Regions from separate parts of the Mus musculus genome. Here regions 1 and 3 are each linked to region 2. The links are chromatin contacts, called in public HiChIP or PLAC-seq and promoter capture Hi-C maps. All regions are on one chromosome and are shown on one strand. The core of a region is the stretch at or near the end of the contact, and the rest is flanking DNA. Distances in the headings are between cores, read along the strand shown. Region 1 has its middle 6.5 kb from the start of Gm22889. Region 2 holds the start of Mrps5 (mitochondrial ribosomal protein S5). Region 3 overlaps Kcnip3 (Kv channel interacting protein 3, calsenilin).

Region 1 (2,930 bases), core at 271-2,770, 97 kb before region 2:
AGGTGAACTAGTTACCTTTCTGTTACTAGGACAAAGCACCTGAGATAACCACCTTATAAAGAGTGAAGGTTTATTCTGCTCGCAGAGTTGGAAGCTTCCATTCAGAGCCAGTTGGCCCTGCTGCTTTTGGGGACTGTGGTGAGGATGCACACCGTGGCAAGATCCTTGCCACATGGCCTGGACAAAGAGGAGAGTAAGAGAGCCTGGGGTGTAGCTGAGTTGGTAGGATGCTTGCTTAGCATGTAGGAAGCCCTGGATTCAATTCCCAGCACCCTGCAGAACTGGGCACTGAGCCTCAGTCTGTGGGAGCTGATGTTAAGTCCAGGTGAATAGTATCCTAATTGTAACATACCCAGTTGGTGTCCCAGGACTTGGAACATGGGATTAGGGTAGCTTGAAGTGGAGGAATGTCATGATCTGGGAGTAGAGTGAAACACTGAGGCGGCAGCAGAAAGGACATGGGACTCCATTCCTGAGTCACTGCCTCACTCTTAGGGAGAAGGGAGTTCAGAGGTCCCGCAACATATGATGGGGCTATCCCCTAATGAGCCCATGGTGGCTAAAAATGCTGTACATGTCAAATGTACTTTCCTCAACCTAACATCCCAGCTTAACTTAGCTTTATGTGTTCAGAGCACTTACACCAGCCTGGAACACCGTACAGTCCACAGAATCCTCTAACATAAATCCGACTTTACAGTAAGCCAATGAGCATCTTCTGGAACTTATTTAGTACTGTGCACTGTAGGGTGTTTACCCCAACAATAGCATGGCTGACCACTGCTCACATTGTGTCATATGTTAGTATCCATCTCAAAGAAAAGATTTGTAACGACTTAAGCATGATTTCTACTGAATGTTTGCTGCTTTCCACCATGAGTGTGATCTTAGCCAAGCCGTGCTGAGCCACCATGACAAACGGTGTCCCTAACACCTGTGAGACAGAATAAACCCTCTGTCAAACACAGCCACTATTGTCTTCAATGCCCAGCCACCACGAATCTCCCCACTGTAGTGTTTTGCTGTGTGCAAACTGAAAAGTGGGGTGTCACCACACCGTCACTGGCAGGTAAGGTTTGAAGGCCCGTGGAAGAGACAGGTGTGGTGGTGCATGCCTGTAATCTCAGCACGTGGACGGTGGAGGAAGGAAGATCTGGAATTCAAGGTCATTCTCTCAACAACATACAAAGTTCAAGGTCAATGTGGGCTACGGGAGGCCCCTCCTCAAGAAAGAAAAGAGAGCCTATGGATTATTATCATTATGACTTACTTTTATTGAAGCAGCAGGAATCCACTAGGGTATATGGCTTAATTCTTAATTCTTCAGCCATGCTCAGGCTTCAGAATTAAGACTCCGTGAAGGTCGACATAAAACAGTAACCTCAGTGAAGCACAAGCTGGTTTTTAGAGCTTGGGTCAGTTACTAGATACTTCCACTAGGCGGCGAGCAGGCTCCACCATGATTCGGGAAAGCACAGACTAATCCAGGCACTACCCAATCAGAGCTCAAGAGTTGCGTGCTCCCCACCTCCACCTCAGAACTCTGGGGAATCAGCCAGTCAGTGCTGCCTCTGACTCTGGAGCTCACCCAGAAGTGATCCTCTCCCTTGAAGCTTTGCCTGTGCACATGAGGAAACCGAGGTCACAGGCAAAAGGTGAACTTGGCTTTGGCAAAGGTTGCAGGTTGGATCAAGAGTGATGGAAAGGAGATAGGTGTCACACGGAGATCCCTTCTGCGGTGTCCCTTGTCACTGTGGACTGGTGGCGGCTAAGGCCCTGCCATAGGGAAATGGCCAACTACACATGGAAGCCTGTGACTTCAGACGGAAGTCCCTTCTAGGCCACTCATCTACTACTTTGCGCTCAAAGGACATGAAATCTGGACTCTTGTTCCTGAACAGGACAGAAGTGCATGCTGGGAGTGCAAGGGGGGGGGGGGGCTCTAGGGAAAGCTGAGCAGTGAGTATGGGTGAAGTCCTGGAGTTACAGGGCAAGAACCACAGACGTGTACATATTGTTAAAAACTAACAATTCCTTCTATTGATCCTTTATTGTGCCCAGGCTTTCAGAAACTTCCAGAGGCCTGCCTCCGTTCCCCACCCAGCTCTGCAGTACCTCACACAGACGTGTTAGTGCTTCCAGCTGTGTTACCTGGTCCTACCCATGGCTGAAATTAAGTCCCTGAATCTGAGGAGGGGCCATTGTCAGGCACAGTGACATCACAGGTCTTGCACAGGGCCATGTCTTCTGCCTGCATTACCCATCATGGGAGGAGCAGTGAACACTGAGGAGAAGTGGCCAGAGCCTCTTGTGGGCTTGAGTACTTCTCCTGTGACTTTGATGTCTTTAAGAGTTACAAGCTAAGGGCCAGGTGTGGTGGCACACGCCTTTAATCCCAGCACTCGGGAGGCAGAGGCAGGCGGATTTCTGAGTTCAAGGCCAGCCTGGTCTACAAAGTGAGTTCCAGGACAGCCAGGGCTACACAGAGAAACCCTGTCTCGAAAAACCAAAAAAAAAAAAAAAAAAAAAAAAAAAAGAGTTAGTTACAAGCTGCCCTTTTGAATGTGTTGCTGTTATTAAGTTTGAACCCAGCTGGGCAGTGGTGATTCACACCTTCGATCCCAGAGCTTGGGAGGCGGAGGCAGGTGGATCTTCATGAATTTGAGCCCAGCCTGGTCTACAGAGTGAGTTCCAGGACAGCAAGGATTACACAGAGAAACCCTGTCTCCAAAATAAGTAAATAAAATGGCAGGCTTTTGCTGTGTGGGCTAGCTGCAATCCAGCCACCTGTCCATTAGGAAATGACTGTCAGAACGTTAGTGCCCTGGAAGGAGCTAAAACAGCCCTCCCTCCTCCCTTGTCACTGGGATCTCTCCCTGCAGGCAACACAAGGTGGCATTCTCAGAGTCTCCAAGAGAAAAGGTAAAAGG
Region 2 (2,932 bases), core at 311-2,810:
ATGTGCCTAGCATGCACACGGTTAGATCAAGTGTTTCCCTCTAATCTAGGAAATTCATGGTCAAGAACCACACAATCAAGTTACAGGCGCACACAGACAAAAGATTTGAACAGATATTGCTTCAAGAACATACACACATGGCTATTAAGCGCATGGAAACGAGCCCATTAGAAATCAAAGCCACAAAATTAGTATATCGTCACAGCTTGGTTCTCTGAACAGGACAGACAATAACAAGTGCTGGCAAAGAGAAACTGAAGCCCCTACACAGTGCCGGTGGAGCTGTAAAATGGTACAGCTACTTGGTAGTTAGTTCCTTAGTTAAACACTGAGGTGTCACTTCAACCAGCAATTCCACCCAGGAAATACCCACAAGAGGACGGACATGTGCACAGACAGAAGCACAGCATCCAAATGTTTTAACATCAGTCCTAACAGCCAAAAGATGGAAACGGCTCAAACGTTCATCCGCCAATGAGTGGATAAACAAAATGTGGTGTAATGGACACAAGAGTATTATTGGCTCACAAGCAACATGGGACTGGTATGTCACAGCAGGGACAAATCCTGACAACACAGCATTATTGGCAGATGCCAATCGTAGAAACCAGATGCCCAGAACAGACAAGCTATGGACAGATGGGAAATAGATCAGTAGTCTCCCAGTGTTGACGGCTAGTGAGAGATGGCGAGGGGTGGGGGCAACAGTTAAAAGGTACAGTTGTTTTTTCTTTTGGAGTGATGAAAATGTTCTCAAACTGACTGTGATGATAAATGCACCGTCTACAAAAACACTAAAACAAAACCTTTGAAGTGTACACTTTAGATAGATCACCTGCGAGCGCTAGTGAATGTTACAACTTACTATGGACAGAGGCCTTAATGAGATGGTTTCAACGCCGGCAAAACAAACGAAGGCTCAAGTCACATACCCTATCAAGTGATTTCAGGTTAAATATTGCAACAAAATGAACTTTCTGGACCAGGACCTTGAGCACAATGTCCAGCGCGAAGCTATTCCTACAAGCCAACGCCATGCTAGAGATCGGCACACAACTGAAAAGGGCGGCAGGAAGACGGTGACAGCAAAAGTATATTCTGGCAAACGGATCGGCCCAGACGCTAAAATGACAGCTAGTTAATCTAACAGACTCAGTAAGAGTCTGTTAGACTTTTTGCTGGCGGCACTCTGACTCGAGACAGGGATTGACATCACCCTATGAACCACAGACTATGCTTGCTACATTCGCTCCTCCTCACAGAGTGGGCCTGAACGGTCTCCCTGGCCGAAAGCACACTGCCCAGTTCACTCCTTATACTCTCAAACGGCGCGACCAGAGAGGGACAGAAGGCGCGCAAGGTCACACAGCCGGCCGGACCCGAATGGGAGACTGAGATCAAGGACTCGGCGACTTCTCGCGTTCCTGGAGCCTAGACTCGACAGACCCGAGGGAAAGACCCCTGCTCGCGCGCGCTTTCGGTCCGGGTCCCAGGGCTCACCTGCCTGCAAGCTACACAATGCAGGGAGACAGCCTGCAGCGCGTACGGCCGCCGCCATGCTGGAGCCGGAGCAGCGACTCCGCCTGTCTCTGGAACCGCCTTCCTCACCGCCTGCAGCAACGAGCTGCGACCGCGCCTTGTCACAAGTTCGTCGTCAGCGCAGAGAGGTGTGCTGAGGCTCGAGGGCCACCATTCAGCGCACACGGAAAACTGCCCTCGTGGACCACAGAGGAAACTGAGTCAGGCTCAGCCTCGGACAGCTGCTCAGGGGTCCTCGCGCTAGGACCCCGGGCAGGGGCGGGGCGAGGGCGGGGCTAGCTCTGGGCTCTTTTCTCTGATAGTAGCCTAATGGATCACATCTCACCAGTAGCAGGCTTGACCTGGCAAAGTCAGTTCTGCGGAACCGGGAAAGAGTCTGGGAACATCGGGAAGGAGCCCGGGGGTGAATGAGACAAAGTGTGGGAAGTCCGTAAAGGCCCAAAGTTTATTAAACATATGTTGCCTTTGTTGTGTATTCATGGTACAGGTTGTTCACACACAGTCATGTTCCAGCCCGAGGCCACGGGTTTTACCCCACCTGCTCATGGCTTTACACTATCCATGCTTGCCCAAATGAGTCACATATGATGGTTCTGGACTCCTCCCCTGAAACTTTAAGCCTGCAATAAACTGTTTCTGTGTTGCCCTGGTCATGGTGTTTTGTCACGGCAATAGAAAGTAACACAGGGGCTTTCTTCATTAGCTTCTTGGGATTATCATTTAAGGCTTCTACCTTTCCTGAGGGCAGTGGTTGTTGGGCAAGCCACATTTGCTACCTAATGTCTTGGTCATGATTCGAAACACCTGCAGTCTCTGAGCAAGTTCAGAATTGCTTGTGAGAGTGCCTTGGCTACTTTGTAAGTCTTTGCAGCACAGGCTGGGGAGGCTTTAGTTCATTCAGTAAGGATATCCATGAAGACCTATAGGCAGCTGAAGACGTGGCAAGACTTGGTAAACTATGTCCTCCAAATCTGTCACAGGTTCGTGACCATGTCTGAGCACATACCATGCAGCCCCCAAGAAACTCAGGAGCAGACTGGAAGAATCATTTTCCTGAGAAGAGGTGATTGTATGTTTCTCCTGACCTTGTCCAACCAAAGTATCACAGGGCTCTTTTACAAGCTCTCTGGGAACATAGTTGAGGATTTCTGTATGCAGCCATCCTTCAGAATTGCAGAAGAACCCTTTCACAGCTGCCCTTTTCACTGCCTTAGGGGCAGACCGAGGCTTACAAGAGATCCATGAGACTGACAGAGGCGAAAGGGATCAACAAAAATTAGACAGCAGTGCTGAGACCTTGGCAGCCTAGTGATATGATTTATTCCCTCTACTGACAAGCCACCCATTTAGTGCCCCCTGTAGCCGACATAGCAACACTGGAGAGTTTCTGGAT
Region 3 (3,168 bases), core at 449-2,948, 120 kb after region 2:
GATCGATAAGTGCCCCAGCTTGGCTTCCAAGGCCAAGGGCGGCCAGCGGGAAAGCGGTCTAGCAAGCACACAGCTCAGAAATGCCATGGACCGCCAGGCTGGGGTAATAATAACTCGTCAATAATGCCGCTGGGTTATTTTTACACAGCTCCAGCCACACTGATACACTGGATGGGCCCGGGAGCCCGGGCTTGGCTCTATGACCACAGCCCCCGCCCCAACCAGAAGAGCCATCTCCTCTGTATACACACGGTGTTGGGTGTTGTTGCTGCTTATTTTCATTAATGCCTCAAACACCAAAGTTATTGTAGACAGAAAAGACAATAAGAACAGGGAGCTAGTGGGGAGCTGTGTGGCCTCCCAGGCTTCCCCTGTGACCTGTTCCTGGGGTTCCCCCCCCCCCCGAGACCACACAGAGTTCTGGAGCAAGCATGGACAGGAATCCAGTGAGGAATCCAGCCATGACTACATGGGAGAGCTTTACTTAGCCATCAGTGAGCCCTTCAGTCAGTTTCCAAGGATTCCTTGATGTGTCCATGGACCAGGAAGGGCATAGTGCCTACCGCCTCCTATGACTGTCACTTGCCTGTGGACCCTTCCCATATGACACAGAGGGGATCTTGGGGTAGGTGATATGTCTGGGAAGCAGGGTATGTTTGTGGCTGAAGCGGAGCCTCTGGCACCTTCTAGGTCACCCAGTACTGCTATCTTCCAGTCTTCCACACGCTCCTCTGTGTGCGAAACACATCCCAGTCTCCTGAGGAACTTTCTGGCTGTGACGTTCTCCTCTAAGAAGTTTGCTGCAGGAAGGGAAGGGCACAACTCAGCATCATGCCTTAGAACCTTACAGGAAAAAAAAATCACAACATCCCATCCCTTGACAAAATGAGGATGGCAACATTAAAACTGTCGAACCCCTGCCGGGCGGTGGTGGTACACACTTTTAATCCCTGCACTTTGGAGGCAGAGGCAGGCAGATTTCTGAGTTTGAGGCCAACCTGGTCTACAAAGTGAGTTCTAGGACAGCCAGGGCTATACAGAGAAACCCTGTCTTGAAAAAAACCAAAACCAACCAAACCAAAACAAAACAAAACAAAAAACTGTCGAACCCCGGTAGAGCCAAGTGGATGTGGTCCCAGGTCCCTCCCGCAGGCAGTGCTGGACGTGGATGAGCCTCCCGGTCCATGACACAAAGTCCCTTTCTAATTCAGCTAGTGCAACTTATGAGAGAGGCACATTGCTTCCCAAACACTTCAGTAACTGTGGATGCCTCCCGGGTTCCCAGCTTGGAAGTAGCACTGGACAAGCTGCTCATTGGGAGAGTGAAGCCATAGAATGTCTAGAGGTGTGGCCACTTCCTTGTACTGTATGCCGAACCCTAAGCCTATGGTGGCTTCTGTGACACTGACCGAGTTGGCCTCCCTACCGTTGGTGTTAACACTGCTATCACAGGTTGGCCTGCAGCCCATCAGTCACCCTTGGCAGCTTCATTGCGTTCATCCTTTGGGATTTTGCCTTTGAAGCCTGGGTGCCCGAAGTTAAGACTAGTGATGGTCACACGTGAAATTGTGCTGCTTCCCTTGACAAATGAGGTCCTCCAGAGGCCTCGCAGGGACAGTCAGTCCTCTGTTAGCTGCAGGCTGTGTGGCTAAATCCTCCTGTGACACTAGGAGGGTGCTACCGCCCTCTTGTGGTCTACTTGAGAAAGAGCCAGCCCAAGGTAGACACCGCACCCCTCAGCCTCTCACGGGGAAAGCCTGTGGAATGGGCAGGGTGGAGGTCATGCTTTCGGGGTGACTTTGAATCTTCTCTGCTTGGGTAAACCACACCCACACTTTGGTGATCATTCCTCAAGCTTAAGAGGGTAAGAAATGTCACCTTGCTTTTCCTTTGAAATGTTTTCATGATTTCCAAGACCAGAGGCAGACTTTGGGAAGATCCGGTGACCCCTACACCAAAGTTTTAGGCGCCAAGTCTCCTTTTACCGTTTCCATGACTCTCCTGGTCCATCCTGTTTAGATGTGATGTCACGAGCCTCCATGGGGAACACACCTTTCCCATCCCCCTCTAGCCAACTGACTGCAGGATTGTAATATGACGCAGAGAGAGAGTTCCAGCTCCCTCAGGCCCTCTTGGACCTCCTGTCAAGTCCCCTAGACTGGGGGATCCCTTTATCTCCTTCTTCCTGACTCTCTTATCAAGTGTGCATAGTCCAGCAGCACCTTGGAAATCGTATGTGAGAAGGGACTTTTGAGCCTCTGGGTATCTCTGGGTAACGCCATCTTTACCCTCACCCCCACCCCCCACCCCCGTCTGTATGTTACATGGACTAGACCTTCCAGGGAAGCTGTTTCTCAGGCCTCATCCCTCTAGGGCAGCTTGTCAACAGATGATTCTAATCAGGAGTGTGGGGACCTTATTGACAAGGATGGATGATGGATGGATGGATGATTGATATTGATTGGTTTTCCCAGTTGACTTTGTGTTTATCTCTGGAAACACTCTCTTGGCAGCCAGTTTTGCTCAGCCTCACCAGGACCTGTGCCCATGGGCTCGGCTGGAGCTGATCTCGCAGTCCCGGGGAGGGGGTGGGGCCTGGGAACTCTTTCTATTTCTCTGACTCACTTTGCTGCGTTTTCTCTAGTTCCGCCTGGAGTTTCTGTCCTGGCAGCACTGTCCCTTGGGAGGTATCTCTCTCGACCTCTCCCCTTCCCACCCCGTCTCTCTTCAGTTCCTTGCTCCTCCAAACCGTTTTTTTTTTCTTGCGGTTGTTGTTTTTGATCCCTAACAACCAGTTCTCTCTGGTTTTGGGTTATTTCTCTCTCTTCTCTTTAAACAGCATCCTATTTTTATTGTAAGGCATGCTAGGGTCTAACCTCTGGGGTGTCTGTGTTTCTGTTATGTTTTTCCCCTTCTAGACTGTTCTGTTCCTTCCAGATTGCTTTTCTGTTTCTCGTGGTCCCTCCTTCTTGTGGTACGGCTCCTTGGGAGTAGGGACTGAGTCCTCGAGGATCTACTCTGTCCCTCTGCAGCCTCCAACTGCAGTCCACAGGGCATCCCCTTCCTCTCAGAATAGCCAAGAGCATCCTCGAGCCGGGGTGGGGGTGGGGGTAGGGTTGAGGGTGGGGGTGGGGGTAGGGCTTACCTCTCACACCTTCCAGGAGGTGG

Evidence for each region. Promoter capture Hi-C pulls out the DNA fragments that hold promoters and counts their contacts. HiChIP or PLAC-seq counts read pairs in DNA pulled down with a chosen protein or histone mark.
Region 1: a contact with region 2 is called in an H3K27ac HiChIP or PLAC-seq map of trophoblast stem cells, with 2.7 times the contacts expected there. The contact joins the enhancer-like site here to the promoter of Mrps5 in region 2. A contact is called at or near these places in 8 of 39 promoter capture datasets (the HPC-7 cell line, cranial neural crest, embryonic stem cells and 4 more), 2 of 15 datasets of contacts at CTCF or cohesin (both in embryonic stem cells), 4 of 484 Hi-C or Micro-C datasets (embryonic stem cells and reprogramming fibroblasts), 24 of 115 datasets of contacts at active chromatin or transcription factors (the SCID.adh cell line, T-cell acute lymphoblastic leukemia, bone marrow-derived macrophages and 11 more) and 4 of 9 other capture datasets (adipose tissue, embryonic stem cells, liver and 1 more).
Region 3: a promoter capture Hi-C map of neural stem cells shows a contact between it and region 2. The contact joins the enhancer-like site here to the promoter of Mrps5 in region 2. A contact is called at or near these places in 1 of 39 promoter capture datasets (neural stem cells), 1 of 484 Hi-C or Micro-C datasets (bone marrow-derived macrophages), 9 of 115 datasets of contacts at active chromatin or transcription factors (bone marrow-derived macrophages, differentiating embryonic stem cells, embryonic forebrain and 4 more) and 4 of 9 other capture datasets (adipose tissue, liver, macrophages and 1 more).

Annotation. Positions count from the first base shown.
Region 1 is chr2:127,682,676-127,685,605 of GRCm38.p6, reverse strand. No RefSeq gene overlaps it. Among named protein-coding and RNA genes, the nearest start is that of Gm22889, 6.5 kb to the right of the region's middle. Within about 2 kb of position 1,520, at least 58 of the 459 cell types and tissues checked have an H3K27ac peak or open chromatin away from gene starts, as enhancers often do. A contact at or near this core is called in trophoblast stem cells, where this site is marked.
Region 2 is chr2:127,586,054-127,588,985 of GRCm38.p6, reverse strand. Mrps5 (mitochondrial ribosomal protein S5) reads right to left here and starts at 1,560. Exons shown (of 12, transcript NM_029963.2): 1 at 1,501-1,560. The coding sequence starts at 1,558. It also overlaps a transcript of Zfp661 not described here.
Region 3 is chr2:127,460,996-127,464,163 of GRCm38.p6, reverse strand. The region is part of intron 5 of Kcnip3 (Kv channel interacting protein 3, calsenilin); the gene reads left to right. Among named protein-coding and RNA genes, the nearest start is that of Fahd2a, 18 kb to the right of the region's middle. Within about 2 kb of position 1,698, at least 11 of the 459 cell types and tissues checked have an H3K27ac peak or open chromatin away from gene starts, as enhancers often do. A contact at or near this core is called in neural stem cells, where this site is marked.